Regions from separate parts of the Mus musculus genome. Here region 2 is linked to region 1. A link is a contact called in public Hi-C data. All regions are on one chromosome and are shown on one strand. Each heading gives the region's core, a stretch centred on a gene start, on an enhancer-like site or on the middle of the called end of the contact. The rest is flanking DNA. Distances are from core to core; before and after follow the strand shown. Region 1 overlaps Grip2 (glutamate receptor interacting protein 2). Region 2 holds the start of Ccdc174 (coiled-coil domain containing 174).

What was found. A called contact is a pair of places that touch in the nucleus more often than the background predicts.
Region 2: a contact with region 1 is called in a Hi-C map of myocytes, with 2.1 times the contacts expected there. The contact joins the promoter of Ccdc174 here to the enhancer-like site in region 1. A contact is called at or near these places in 1 of 39 promoter capture datasets (neural stem cells), 2 of 15 datasets of contacts at CTCF or cohesin (embryonic stem cells and stem cell-derived epiblast-like cells), 29 of 484 Hi-C or Micro-C datasets (3T3-L1-derived adipocytes, B cells, the C2C12 cell line and 17 more), 26 of 115 datasets of contacts at active chromatin or transcription factors (the 230-238 cell line, PVALB interneurons, the SCID.adh cell line and 14 more) and 4 of 9 other capture datasets (adipose tissue, embryonic stem cells, embryonic tail and 1 more).

Annotation. Positions count from the first base shown.
Region 1 is chr6:91,783,249-91,786,757 of GRCm38.p6, reverse strand. It overlaps Grip2 (glutamate receptor interacting protein 2), which reads left to right. Exons shown (of 24, transcript NM_001159507.1): 5 at 205-291; 6 at 1,002-1,077; 7 at 1,928-2,073; 8 at 2,787-2,934; 9 at 3,019-3,188. Among named protein-coding and RNA genes, the nearest start is that of Grip2, 22 kb to the left of the region's middle. Within about 2 kb of position 1,562, at least 7 of the 459 cell types and tissues checked have an H3K27ac peak or open chromatin away from gene starts, as enhancers often do. A contact at or near this core is called in myocytes, where this site is marked.
Region 2 is chr6:91,876,493-91,880,001 of GRCm38.p6, reverse strand. Ccdc174 (coiled-coil domain containing 174) reads right to left here and starts at 1,949. Exons shown (of 11, transcript NM_172730.2): 1 at 1,816-1,949. The coding sequence starts at 1,857.

The sequences.
Region 1 (3,509 bases), core at 313-2,812:
CCCCTGCCTGTGGTGGTCTAGGTTGAGTAGAGATGAGGACCTTCCAGTGCCCCGCCTCCTCTGCCTATATAAAGTAGAGAGAGGTCAGCCATCGCTGTGACTCTGGCTGGTCACTTGGTTCTCCTGGAGTGAGCCTTGGGCACATCTACCAGCAGCACAGAGATGTAGCAGAGAGACTCAAAGGAGGCCTCGATTTCCCTACAGCTCCCGAAAACAACCCAAGGATCATTTCCAAGACGGTGGACGTCTCCCTCTACAAGGAAGGCAACAGCTTTGGCTTTGTCCTCAGAGGTCAGTGTGACAGCTCTCCTTGGAGTTGAGGTGACCAGAATGAGGTCACTGAGGATCCATGTGTGTTCTGCATCACATTGGTGAATGTGACCTAGATTTTGATTAGGACTTTCTCAGAGTATATATTCATCTTCATGTCTCTCTCTGTGCTCATACATGCACATGCATGCGTATTGCGACATTGTGTGTGTGTGTGTGTGTGTGTGTGTGTGTGTGTGTGTGTGTGTGTGTGTAGGGGTCAGAGGACAATGGATAGGAGTCAGTTCTCTCATTTCACTGGGTGGGTTCTGTGTAACAAACTCAGGCCATGAGGCTGGGCAACAAGGATCTTTGCCTGCTGAACCATATCGCACCAGCCCTTGCTTAGCCCTTTAAAGAACACAGGACCACTTAGTCAGACATCAAATGGACAGTTGTGAGGAGCAACGAGGCACGCATGGCTGACGAGAGAACACACAGAGATGATGGATAGCTACAGCAGATGCATGACAAAGTTTGAGTTACCTAGTCACCGGGGCAAAAAGGAAAAGAAAATGAGATCTCAGGAGGAGAGGCTGGCTGTGTGATGTGACCAAGAGAGGATTTGCATTGTGTTTCCTGTCCCTTGTCCCACCTGTGCAGAAGGAGGCTGCCTGGGCTGGTGTTAAGGCCTTGGCTTGCCAGGAGAACCGTGGGTAAGTGACCTCTGCTCCCTGTTGAATTCTGTCCAGGAGGTGCCCATGAGGACCTGCACAAATCCCGCCCATTGGTCCTGACTTACGTGAGACCTGGTGGCCCAGCGGACAGGTGAGTTTGCCTGAGACAGAAGCATCTATGTCCCTGGCCACTTGACAGGTGGAAGCCGTGTGGACACTGCATGGGTATCTGAGGCCCTGGATCTTCACATGGCTTCCCACATGGGAGGTTGAAGCCAGGAGGGGACAACATGCCCTCAGAGAATGGATGGAAGTGGCTAAGAGAGGCCTCAGCTTTAATCTTCCCAGCATCTTTCTGACTTAGCCTGGGCCAAAGGTGCTCTGGGCTCTGTGACTGGCCATCTCTGGCTGGGCCTGTCTATGGAAACCTCTCGTGTCCCAGCTGGGCCAGGAGGACAGGGTGTGGGAAAGGAATATGTCCAGGCCCTGCTTCTGTCTCCTGACCCCTCACCCTTGTTCTCTGAGCAGGAGACTCACTCCTAACCATTTTAAGAGAAGCCTGGACCAGGCTTGTTGTAGATCTAAATTTGGTCTTGGTCTGGGGCCCTGCATGAGTCGCTATTCATAGAACCTCCTGGAATAGCTTTGGCACCTGTCAGGGGCGACATTCCAGGGCAGGGGTTGGGCCCAAACTGGAGCACTGCTGAGTTCTTTCCCAAGCTCATCTGTCACTAGGCCAGAGTCACTATCAGAAAATTGGGTTGGGGACAATGGGAAGGGATTCTACAATGAGCAGACCACCCCTTCTCTGATGCTGTGTGTCCCCAGCCAGGCCGACACCCTATCTGGGCTGTGATGTGAGTGGCCTTGAAGAACACACCCAGCTCAGATATGCTGTGGGTAGAGGGCATCAGAGTTGGCCTTTTACTTACACTCTGTCTGTTCACCCCTGACTCACTCTGTGTGTTCCATCCCTGATTGGGCTTTCATCTCCTTTACAGGGAGGGGTCCTTAAAGGTGGGCGACAGGCTGCTCAGCATAGATGGGATCCCACTGCATGGGGCCAGCCATGCTACTGCAATAGCCACCCTGCAACAGTGTAGCCATGAGGCCCTTTTCCAAGTGGAGTATGATGTGGCCACCCCAGGTATGTTCAGGTCTGAGGGTAAGGGCTGGGGCAAGAAGAGGTCCCTGATCCTCAGTACTATAAAGGCTGTGTGATCTTAGGCCAGTGCTTTAGCCTCTCTGGACCTCTTGACAGTATCAGGCCTCTCCTGATATCACTAGGGGTCAGGCAGGGACAATACAGGTGAAGTGTCTAGTTGAAGAGGGGAAATGTCAATTAGCACACTCCTGTGTATGTATACACACACACACACACACACACACACACACACACACACACACACACACACACACGAGCAATCACTGGCATAGGATCTACCTAGAGTATGAAGTGGAGTGGCAAAGCTTTAGCCAGGATGAATTGTAAGTGCAAATGCCCTGGGGCAGGAGATTTTGACCCAAGAGTGAGGGGCAGCCTGACTGCTACAGATGGCTGAATGGGAAGGAACCAGGACCAAAGGGGTGAAGGTAAAAGCCAGGGGCTGAGGAAGTGACTAGTTGCCTCAGGGAGAGCTGATGTGAGACCAGAATGCTTGGGGTGGAGGTAAGGAATGTTTCTGCAGTACAATGGAGGCCTGGCCTGACTTGCTGATGGCTGAATAGACTGCCTTCCCTCCGTGGCATCATCCCCTTCCTCAGCAGTAAGGGCTAAAGGACAGCAGAGTTAGGCTGGGCAGGACAGCAAGCATCTTTACTTTCCACGAATCTTTATATTTTCCCTCCCCATCATTCCAGACACAGTGGCCAATGCTTCAGGCCCTTTGGTGGTAGAAATAGCCAAGACCCCAGGATCTGCCCTGGGGATCTCTCTCACCACTGGCTCCCACCGGAACAAGCCAGCTATCACTATCGACCGTATCAAGCCAGCTAGCGTGGTGGACAGGTGAGGTGAAGCAGGGCTATGCAGGGCAGAGGCAACCTGTGTCTCTGTCCTCTGGACCAGCCTCTCTGTCCCCCTGTCCCCCAGGAGTGGTGCGCTGCATGCTGGAGACCACATCCTCGCCATCGATGGCACCAGCACAGAACACTGCTCACTGGTCGAGGCTACTAAGCTCCTGGCCAGTGTTACTGAGAAAGTTCGACTGGAGATCTTGCCTTCGCCCCAGAGTCGTCGGCCCCTGAAGCCCCCAGAGGCAGGTAGGCACCTTGGCAAATCTCAAGACCCAAACCTGGCATGGATGGAACAGGGCACCAGAGTTCCAGGACAAAGCCTTAAGCAGGCACACTTGGCAGGGAAACTGAGGCTTCAGAGGCTGTGGGAAGGACTGTGGGAGCCAGATGTTGGGATTTGTTCATTTAGTCTCTGCTAAGGGCCTGGCTCTGCAGGAAGCCTTTGGGATTCTTTCTCAGCCTCCCTACAACTTAAGGAGGCAGCCACTCTCCAGGGCCCATTTAACAGAACCAACAATAGAGACCAGAGCCAGGAATGGGGGTAGCCAATCACTAGGGCCCCATGTG
Region 2 (3,509 bases), core at 700-3,199, 93 kb before region 1:
ACAGTGTACTCACATATGTAAAATAAATAAGCAAATGGGAGAGGGGAGCTCGGGTGAAGAGAATGGGGCAGCGAGAACTCCGAGGCTGAAGTTAAAGGTCAGCAGTTAAAGAGCACAAGACTCAGGGTAGGTTCCTAGCACCCACATGGTGGCATACGACCATCCACATATTAAGTCCAGTTCCACACCAGGCATACATGTATTGCATATACAAAGGGAAAACAATTATACACAAAATTTAAAATCTTTAAAAAATGTTTTTAATGATTCCTTTTTGGTTTTTAGTGTGCATTTGTTGTTGTTGTTGTTGTTGTTGTGTGTGTGTGTGTGAGAGAGAGAGAGAGAGAGAGAGAGAGAGAGATCTCCTGGAACTGAACCTACAGTTTAGAGCCACCATGTGGGTGCTGGAAATAAACCATGGTCGTCTGAAAGAGCTGCCAGTGCTCTTAACCTATCTCTCCAGCCCCAAAAACCTTTTTTTGTTTGTTTGTTTGTTTGTTTGTTTTTAAATAACTGAGTTCAGTAATTTCTATTTGAAAGAAATCCACTTAAAGGTACTATTGGCAGGGATGTTAACAATGTAAAGGAGTTTCATTCCAGGACCCAATATTTAAAATTCTGAAGAAGAAGGAGGAGGAGGAGGAGGAGGAGGAGGAGGAAGAGGAGGATTTTAACTTTGTAAATGTATCAATTACCTAGCTATATATCTTTCTATTCTACAACTACATCTGAATCACAAAATGACCAATCAATTCCGGGACTTCGTTTGTGTTATAATTATTAAAAACATTATCCTCCAGACAAGTTAACTTTGGTTTGGTTTTTAAAGACAGGGTCTCACTGTGTAGCTCTGGCTATACTGGAACTATGTAGCTCAGGCTGGCCTCTGACTTACAGTGGCCTCTGTCCACTTGTCTCTGACACTTATGTGCTAAAGTTAAGCGCATGCGCATATACTTCCTGATTAATTCAGTTTGCAAGCACTGAATCCAAGCAAACATGATTACTAAGACCAATTTTTCTATATTAAAAAACAAATTCCAACAAAAAATTTGATACATTAGATGTTTTGAACAATCAGAAAAGGCACCATTTTGCAGTCAATCAAACTGAGCCTGGCTTCTCACACAACAAATCTGTGTGTACATTGAGGAAAACGGGATTCACCTTTGGGTGTCAACTTCATTATCCATTAAGAGTGACAATTAATACCACCTACACTCAAAAGCACTTCTGAGGACTCGATGGCAGCACACATATGAAGCACGGACACAAAATGTGTACAGTGTTTACAAGTTTTCTGCTGAGAGTGGTTAAGTTAGCAAAACTCCTTACATCCTGTCAGACCTTACTGGCCCGGGTACCCCATCCCACAAGGCACTAGCTAACTTGTCTGGATCCTGCTGGGGGGGACCCTGGGAGCCCTGGGAAGACAAATCATATCCCAGTGCTCGAGAAGGGCTTTGGACTAGTGGAGAACCCAGGAAGGGCTCGTCCTCCAAGTCCCTGCGGACAGAGAGCCGGCTGTGGCGGCGGCTGACCCGCAGGATGCGCCCTGAGATCCCTGGGAGGATGGCGTCCGAGACCCGCCTGGGTTCGAGGGGAACGGAGCCCAGGCGCCTGGCGGAGCCGAGTTCAGGATCCTGTGAGTAAGGAAGCTGAGGAGGGTCTCTGCGGGGAAAGGGTCGGTCAGGATCCTTGTCAGATGGGCAGTCCAGGCCCCTGACTTGCGTGGGACAACAACTAGGTCACCATTCTCGACTGAGACAGGCGGAGGGAACGCGGAGCACGGAGCTAAGCCACACTTGTACTCACCGAGGAGGCTGTAACGTCCAAAGGCTTTTTCTTTCGGTCCATCGTCCCGCCAAGGCGTCCAGTCCCAAGACGCAGCCTCCCTGTGGCCTCAGTCAGACCCTACGAGTCCGCCACCCCCACCCGGCAGCAGAACCGGAAGTGTCTTTGATAGGGACGCTGAGTTTGCGTCATTTTGCGACTTGGATTTACGACCTCGGCGCCATCTTGAAAGCGTCAGTATGAGGTCCCTAGTCGCTACGTCGTCATTTTGAGAAGGTCAGAGGGTTGGAATTGATCGCAATTGGCCATCTTGAAGAGAGCAGAAAGTGAGGTGAAAATGACTAGTATTGTCGCCGTCTAGAGAAGGAAGGAAGATAGCTTTCATTGCAACACACACTATATTGACTGGAGAGTCTTAGATGATGGAAAAGAATAGCAGCGTATGAAGAGAGCTAAGTAAACTCCTGTCTCCAACATGAAAACAAAAGGAATTTAATGAAACTGGTAGTGGTGGGAATTATTGTTTAAGAATGGGCTATGAGAAACACTCGTTTTATGTTGGTTTTTTTTTTTTGGTGTTTTGTGATTTGTTTTGTTGGTTTTGTTTGTTGTTTTGCTTTTTAGGCTTTTTTTTTTTTTTTTTTTGAGATGGGGTCTTACTGTACAGCCACCTGGCCTCAAACTCTCTATGTAGACTTGGCTAGCCTCAAATTTGCAACAGCCCTCCTGCCTCTGCCCCCTAAATGCTAGGATTACATGTGTGAGCCACTATGCCCAACAGAATATTTGAATTTTAACTATTCATTCATACATTCATTTGGGGGTCACTGGGTACTCCTGGCTGCCTGGAACTTGCTTTGTAGACCATGCTAGCCTTGTACTCAAAGATACCTGCTTACCTCTTCCTCCCTTATGCTGGGATTGAAGCTGTGTGCCACCACAACCAGCCCCCAGAATACTCTAATTTTGAAATTACTATTTGAATTGCTAAAGAATTAAAAGAATTTTGACCTGGGATTTAGGACAAAATTTCCAACAATTTCTGAAATGGCCCTAAACATGAATTTGCTGTATCTTTGCAAAGCAGTGTTCTCCACATTGATGATGATAAAGTCAAAACAATCAACTCTGAAAAGCACTGAAGATGCTCTGTGACCTACAGTATCAAATGTTTAGCCAATATTTAATTCCTTTTGTTGAAACAAGCACATTCATGTCATTAGGATACAAATTGTTTTTCATCTTTAATAAATGGTGAATATATATATATATATATATATATATATATATACATATACATATGTGTGTGTGTGTGTGTGCGCCAAATTGTTTTAAAGTAATTTTTAAAGTATCCATATATACCTCAAGTCATGAAAATAATACTGGGTAAAAAGAAGTTGTAAGTGAAATAATTTTAAGATATCCTCCCCCCCCCCCGCCCCCTGCAGTTGGGAGGCAGATGCAGGCGAATTTCTGAGTTCAAGGCCAGCCTGATCTACAGCATAAGTTCCAGGACAGCCAGGGCTACACAGAGAAACCCTGTCTCAAAAAATCAGAAAAAAAAAGAAAGAAAGAAAGAAAGAAAGAAAGAAAGAAAGAAAGGAAGGAAGAAAGATATCCTTCCCTAGAAGACTGTATGGCATTATTACAGTCTTACTTTGTCTGTAGAATGCCTGTGGGGAATCTGTAGTTATCTCCTGATTGGCTATGTTAGC